Linked DNA regions of Sus scrofa: region 1 is linked to region 2. Evidence: chromatin contacts called from public HiChIP or PLAC-seq data. All regions are on one chromosome and are shown on one strand. The core of a region is the stretch at or near the end of the contact, and the rest is flanking DNA. Distances in the headings are between cores, read along the strand shown.

What was found. HiChIP or PLAC-seq counts read pairs in DNA pulled down with a chosen protein or histone mark.
Region 1: an H3K27ac HiChIP or PLAC-seq map of alveolar macrophages shows a contact between it and region 2. The contact joins the promoter of CEPT1 here to the promoter of RAP1A in region 2. A contact is called at or near these places in 1 of 47 Hi-C or Micro-C datasets (embryonic fibroblasts) and 1 of 2 datasets of contacts at active chromatin or transcription factors (alveolar macrophages).

Annotation. Positions count from the first base shown.
Region 1 is chr4:109,183,007-109,186,841 of Sscrofa11.1, reverse strand. It overlaps CEPT1 (choline/ethanolaminephosphotransferase 1), which reads left to right and starts at 1,345. Exons shown (of 9, transcript XM_021090044.1): 1 at 1,345-3,045. It overlaps DRAM2 (DNA damage regulated autophagy modulator 2), which reads right to left and starts at 3,419. Exons shown (of 8, transcript NM_001243696.1): 1 at 3,324-3,419.
Region 2 is chr4:108,748,536-108,752,393 of Sscrofa11.1, reverse strand. It overlaps RAP1A (ras-related protein Rap-1A), which reads left to right and starts at 1,442. Exons shown (of 8, transcript XM_021090035.1): 1 at 1,442-1,561.

The sequences.
Region 1 (3,835 bases), core at 96-2,595, 430 kb before region 2:
TTACCCTTAATGGTACTTTATTTCTGCTCTCAGACAAAGGCCCCAAAAGAGACAGGCAGCAAGTTTCCTGCTCTGGTTTCAGCTCTCTTGACTTTTTAGCCCTGGGAATTTCCCTTTCTTTTCTACATGAACTGCTATGCATTTAAAAAGCTAATATAATTTATTCAGCATTTGGGTAGTTTGGCAAAAGGGATTTTCAAAACATTTTGTCCACCACATTGCTGGAAGCATAATCTCCTCCTTTGTTTTTGCACGTCCAAATCCTTCCTATTCTTCAAAGTCAAGCTGAAATACCATCTTCCACACACAACCTTTCCTATTCCCTTTGCATCTGCAGATAAACAGCCCCTCCTCTGAGACATTTAGTTTGCACATCTCTTACAGCTCATTATCTTCTATAGGATCAAAATTTGGGAGAGTGTCTGAAGCGAATAAAATCCCTGATGAGGGATTCTATTTTTCCACCCAAGCAGAGAAAAGGGCCTTGCCCATAATAATTATTCAATAAATATTTTTTGAAAGGACAAATAGCTCAAATCAAATCTTAAGCCTCAAAAAGGTTCATGATTTTCCTATTTCACCAAACAGTACAGGTGATCCCTGACTTAACGATAGTTCAACTTAGATTCTTTTCCACTTTATGATGGTACAGAAGCAACAAGCATTCAGTAGAAACCATACTTCAAATTTTGATCTTTTCCCAGGCTAGTGATATGTGGTACATACTCCTGTGACAGCTGGGCATCAGCAGCTCCCAGTCAGCCACACAATCACAAGGGTAAACAACCGATACACTCACCACCATTCTGTAGCCATACAACCATTGTGTCTTTCACTTTCAGTACAGTATTCAATAAATTACATGAGATATTCAGCACTTTGTTATAAAATAGGCTTTGTGTTAGATGATTTTACCCACCTATAGACTGATGTAAGTGTTTTGAGCCCGTTTAAGGTAGGCTCAGCTAAACCACCATGTTCCCATAGGCTAGATGTATTAAATGGGTTTTCGACTTGGGCAATTTTCAGTGTACGATGGGTTTACTAGGATGGAGCCTTATTATAAATGGAGGAAGATCTGTACATATTGCCATTTTTCCAGCTATCCAGATTCTAAGGCCTCACGGTAACCTTAGATTCTCTCTTCCAATCCTTCACACGTTGTCACTAAGTGATGGCAATTCTACCTCCAGTCATTTGCAACCATGCTTCCTCCTAGTTACCTGCATAAATACTCAAGTCAGATTCTCAGTTCTCTTGGCCTGTTTTTCTCCTTCTCCCCCATTCATTCTATATTCACTGACAAATTAACATTCCTAAAACTTTTTTTTTTTTGCTCAAAAAAAATTTTTTTATAAAATTGTGTGAACTTGGGCTTCATTAATTTCTCTGAGCCAGTTTCTCCTTTGAAAAAAGGGAATAACATCATTGGCAAAGGCTGCACTGTCCAATATAGTCACCAATGGCCATATGTGGCTATTTAAATTAAAATTACAATTGATTTAAAATAAAATATATTACTAAGCCCAAGAAAGTACTGACTTGTCCCTGTGATGCAATGGAAAGAACACAGCTCTAAGATCAGATTTACCTAAGTGCAAATCCTAGCTCTACGGTGTCCCCGCTGTATGATTTTAGGCAAGTTACCTAGCTTCTCTGGGTTACAGTAATCTTCTTTGTAAAGTAGCTATTCCCTAGAGTAGAACAGAGTAAAGCATACAATGTAATGATAGGTGATTTATCAATTCTGTACAACTACAATTAGCCACAGGGATGGGGAATGACAACATAACTCTTGAAACAAATGAATCATCTTGGATTCCTGTCTCGTTATAGGCTCTCAGGGTTCCAGTAATCTAAACTGATAATTTAGAGGGGAAACAGGGCTTACGATGGTTTACCAGTTTGCTAATGATTACTGAGAAATTTAAATGCACTGACTAGGTGAGGAAGACACTATTGCCTATGTATCACCACAATGGTAAGCTGAAAGCATGGCTAGGTAGCTGCTAACCAAGCAAAATTAGAATTTTAGTGGTTAATAATTTAAGAAACCTTTGATACTTGAAAAATATGCAGGAATAACCTTCACAGCACTGAGAGTGTTTAACAAAATGTTCTTTCATCTCTCACCTGTCTTCTCAGATTTCCTGGATAACCCATGAATCAGAACTACAGTCACAATTTTTAAATTTCACAAATATTTCAATGCCATCGGTAAAAAAAAGATGAATTCCTCATGCTGTCTCCTCTAAGGGTGACTGCTTAGAAACATAAGAAAGTAAATTCTGGATATTACAAACGAAGAAAGCCCTAAGCTTCTTTTGGAGCTACACAGAATCCTCAGGCCCAAAGCAAAGCATAATAGAAAACGGTTATTTTTCTAAACTCCAATTTGGTCTTCTAATAAATGCAATATTCTTGTAATGGTTAAAAATTAAATAATCTAGAAAACCATGTAATTTTAAAGAAGTTGGTCAAATATTACAGGGAGAGAGAAATGGGGAGAATCTGGTGTTGTAACGCAAATTAGAGTTGCCTGTGGGTATTAATTCCTACATTTAAATTTGAGAGAACTGGAAAAATGCGGTGTTTTGCAAAAGTATCCTATCAGAAGCACGGTTGTGCAGATACAAAGGACTAGCCATTTACCTTTCCGTATCGCACGCCCCTCGATAGAACTGGGCGTAGTAGACTTGAGCTTCGCGTATACACAAGGTCACCACAGATTTCAATTTCGAACCTTCCTCCCCACCCTCCCATCAAGAAATCTGAGCCCTGGATTGACAATGGGAATACATCCTCAACAGAAGTCTTTGTGGGACTGGAGCGAAGGTTCTCGATAAACGCTTAAAACAAAACCAAGGAATCATTTACACCCACCGCTGCCTTTAACCGGAGGCGAAAAGCTCAGGGACAGAAAGCTCAGCTACGCTTTGCCTGCTGCCAGGAAAAGATGTGAGAGGCGGAGCTTGGCCGGCCTTGGGACAAGCAGGCGGGATTCGGACGGTAGTGGAAGAAGAGACCAAGAACCGAGGAAGAAAGGTGAGACGCGGACACCTGAGCGCCGCTTGCAGCCACTCCCACCACCCTCCACGGGGTCCCCCTGAGCCCACCCGCGGCTCCGGCCACCACCTAGTCCCTCTCCCTCGCGTCGCAAAACATAGTCCCTAGAGGCAGGGCGAGCCCGCACGCGACTCGCACTCCCGCCATGGGATGAGGAGCTCCGGCAGGGTCCGTGTCCCTGATCCACCCGATTCCATTCTCTGATACACACCCCTTAGTGGGGGCTAGGGCCGGTCCTCATCCCCTTTTCGGCCTACCTTGCTTGGATCACTTTGCCAATACCGGCAGCCGGGTCCAGCGCCTGCCGGCAGGACCGAAACGAGGGAGAACTCCCGGGGCGCGCTCCCGAGCAGCGAAGCCGGTCCCGGAGCGCGCTCACCACCGGGAGGTGCGCGCTCGCGCAGCCGCCTCTTCCGACCCTGTATCCCTTTACGGCTATCGCGAAAGTGTCGTGAACGTGCTGCCGCGGATCAGAGTCACCCAGTCGGCTGGAGTCGGAGGTCTTATTTCTAGGGGCGTGCTTTGGGGGGCCGGGGTAAGGCCGCGGGGCTCGGTCTTGGGAAAACGGCCAGGGTATGAAGGACTTGTTGGGGGGCACCACTCTCAAGAGGAGTGGAGAGAGGGCTGCAGGCTCTGGGGTGGGGCATTGGAATATAGCCGTGTATGCACTCGCGTTGGGCGAACGCTGCCCTACCTCGCGCGCGATAGCCTCGCGCGCGGGCTTGTGGGGGAATGCGAGGGGCGGCTGTTCCTCTAGCCCCGGATGGAG
Region 2 (3,858 bases), core at 193-2,692:
GCCTCTCTGCTGACATCTGTGCTTCCCTGTTGTGTATTTTACACACATGAGCCATGGTAACTTTGAAAATTGTGAATCAGATGTGGTCATTCCTCTGCTCACCCTCCCATGGCTCTCTGCTGCTCTTGTGACAGCCCATGAGGCTCCACTGGACCTGACCTCTTCTTCCGCACCTCTCTCAGCCCAACTACTACTACTCTCTGGCTAGCTGATCACCCCAAGCCATTCTGGCCATTTGTTGTTCTTGCTACATGCTCGGCTGTTCCCAACTCTGAGCTTAAGGCCAGAGATTTTCTTTCAGCTTATAAGGTCTCCCCTATGCCTTCTCCCCTCCCACATATTTTCTAAGCCCACTCCTTCATATCATACACTATGGGCTCAAAGGTCTCCTCTGAGGGGCAATATCTGGCCATCTATAAAGTCACTCCATTCCTGGCTTTATTTTTCTTCACACCACTTATCACTTCCTGAACTTTTTTTTTTTTTTTTGGTTTTTTTTTGCCATTTCTTGGGCTGCTCCTGCGGCATATGGCGGTTCCCAGGCTAGGGGTCTAATCGGAGCTGTAGCCACCAGCCTACGCCAGAGCCACGCAACGTGGGATCCGAGCCGTGTCTGCAACCTACACCACAGGTCACGGCAACACCGGATCCTTAACCCACTTAGCAAGGCCAGGGACCGAACCCGCAACCTCATGGTTCCTAGTCGGATTCGTTAACCACTGCGCCACGACGGGAACTCCAAAAGAGATTTTTTTTTTTTTTTTTTTTAGTTTTTGGATTTTATAGAGCCGCAGATACATCGTATGGAAGTTCCCAGGCTGGGGGTCTAATTGGAGCTGTAGCTGCTGGCCTATGCCACAGCCACAGCAATGCCAGATCCCAGCCTTGTCTGTGACCTACCGCTCAGCTCATGGCAATGCCGCATCCTTAACCCACTGAGCGAGGCCAGGGATCGAACCTGCGTCCTCACCGTTACTAATCAGATTTGTTTCCCTGAACCAAGATGGGGACTCCACTTTCTGAAATTTTTGTTCTACTTGTTTGTTTCAGTCTCCTCTCTCCCACTAGAATGCAAGCTCTACGAGGGCCTTTACTTGCCAATGGCATTATTCCCTGTGCCTGTCACATATGAGATGTTCAATTAGTACTTATCAAAAGGTTGTATTCCGTCCAAAATTCTATTACTCCAGAATCTTCGGACTATTCCTCATTTCCTTTCCGCACCCAACCGCCCAAGGCAAAACCGTAACTCCCGCTCCTCTCCTCAGGTCATAACTCTCCCGGTTCGTAACTCTCGCATCCCTTCCTGCGCGGCCCCTTTAAGCGGACTCCGGAACGCCAAAAGGAAGGCGGGGCCGAAACCTTGCCGACGCCGACTCGGAGGGGCGGGGCGGGACTTGGGGGCGTGGCCTGCGTGCTGCGTGCGTGCGCGTTCTGGAGGCGCCGCCGCCGCTCTCGAGGCCGCTGCCGCCGCCGTCGCCGCGCAGAGCCGGAGCAGGAGCCACGGCCGAGTGGAGGGAGGAGGAGGAGGAGGAGGTGGAGGAGGCGCCGGACCGGGGGGGTGAGTGAGGGGCGGGGAGCCGGAGCCGGCCTCAGAAGGAGCGGGGGGCGCGGGTCGGCCGAGCCGGGGCTGAGGCGGCTCCTGTTGCCGGTCAGTCCCCTGGCTCCCCCTTCCTCCTCTGCGTTCCCTCGGTGTCCGGGGCGGCGGCCCGGGGCCTGGCCGGCGGGAGGGGCCAGGACTTGGGGAGGCCCGGCCGCCGCCGCCGGGGCCAGAGCCAACCACGCCCGCGGACCGAGCCGGTGGACTGTGGCTGGGCCTGCGGGAGAGGGACGGGAGGGGCCCGGGCCGGGTGTGGGAGAGAAAGAGGACATTGTGTCCCCCACCCTCCAACTCCCCGAGGTGTCATGGCACAAGCCTATTTCCCTCGCCATCTCCCCGGACACAGTGCCCTCGCCCCTCACTGCCCGAGGGAGGTAGAAGATTGGACATCGCTGCCTTTTTCTTCTTGCGTGTCCCCAGACTAGGGTCAGATCTTCCTTCAAACCCAGCTCACCCTTTGGGGGGCAAGCACAGAGGGGGTTGGAGGGTTGGGTGAATTTTCTGTTCCTCCCTCGTCTGCTGGAGAGGTGAGGGTAGACCGGAGCAGTGTCCTCTCTGTGTTCACTTGTCAGGGTTCGGGGTCCCCCGTTCCTTTATTCCCCCAGTGCGCAGGGCTGACATCTCTACGCCCCACTCCATTTCCCAGCCCCTTTCCCGCCCTCTTTGCCCAACGTCTTCCGTGGCATGCCATGTGTTCGCCTTTTCGGGCGTTGCTTTTCTTGGGTCTCTGCTTCTTTCCTGAATTTTATTAGTGCAGAGGTCACCGTGTGATTCTTGTCTTCCTTCAAACTGGGACTGGTAGGAGTGTCTTTTGCCCCCTGGTTCAGGAAGTTAAGGACAGCGTTTTCGGCTGAATTGTGTAACTTACTGCTGTGGGGAGAACTTGAGGGGAAGACACTTGTGCCTGAAAAGTGGAATCAGCTCACGGTGCTAAGAACCAGAGTTTAGGGGACCTTTTGACCTCTTGGAAAAAGAACTAGCGTCGAGGAGTTATGTATTCCTTTTGGGGAGGGAAAATGGTTTTGTCACTGCTTCGAAGGGAGGAAGGTAGAAGAAATGAAAGAGAATAACAGGGCAGGAGGTTAATGGGTCACAGCTGTACAGGTGGCCACAGTTTTCTGCTTCCTGGGTGTGAGATGATAATTCTTTCTGTTTTTAGCACAGTTAAGAGTGAAGTATCCGCTCTTAGTTTTAACGTGGGGCTCCTACCTTCAAAAGCATGCTGAAGGGCAGTCTCTAAAGGGATGCTGCTGGAAACAGGATTTGGAAACTTTATTTTGGTTTCCTGTCAGAGTGTGGGGGTGGGCATGCATGTGTGTAGTTTTTCTTCTCTTGTGATGTAATTGATAATCTGCACTATTTTGACATAATTGACACTAAATCAGGTTTCGAGCTTCTTTATTTTGATTTCTTGAACACTTACTTTCTGTTTTGAAATTGTATTTGCGTTAATTGAAATTCTTTTAGTCTGGTGTTTCAGTAAATCTTGTTTCCTCGGTATTTTGAATTATGTGCCACAAAATGTGATTAGGTGTAAGGTACTGAGGTTCATACAGTGCCTGGCACATGCTAGGCACTTGGTCTTTCTTGTTTGTTTGTTTTTGTGGCACTTGATATTTCTTGAATGAATTGAATGATTACAAAGATATGTCTAGGTATTTCCATATCTTCTATCCTTTTGAGAGGCAGCTCAAATTAGAATATGGCCTTTAGCTCCCAGTATATAAAATAGTAATTATTAACCTTTTCTGGGCTACTGACACCTTTGAGAATATAATGAAATGTGTAGATGCTCTCCTCAGGAAGGAGGTAATAGGCATTTTTGCACAAAATTTTGCATTCAGTTTCAGGGACCCTCTGAAGCCAACCATGGGTAGTTGTCTTAAAAGTAAACTGGAATCCCTGAGTATTCAGTTCCGTATTAAAACTGTTCAAAAGCCTTTGTTCATCTTCTGTTTGAGTTCAGGAATGACAAACCTACCCTTATAGACTAAATTTGGGTCTTTGGGAACAAGATTTAAGAGTGATTTTGTATTGCAATCTTATGGGGAAAAGTTCTCATTAATATAACTATTACCAGTAGTTTTTGAACTACTAATAATTTTAAACAAATGGCTTTGAAGGAAATTATTATAGTCACTTTTGGCAGCTTAAAATCATGATCATGACCGACTTATGATTTTTATTGTACAAACTCCTTTTTAGCAACATGATCCACACTTGAAAATGTTGACAGATGATTTTTCTCTTCTCTTCCA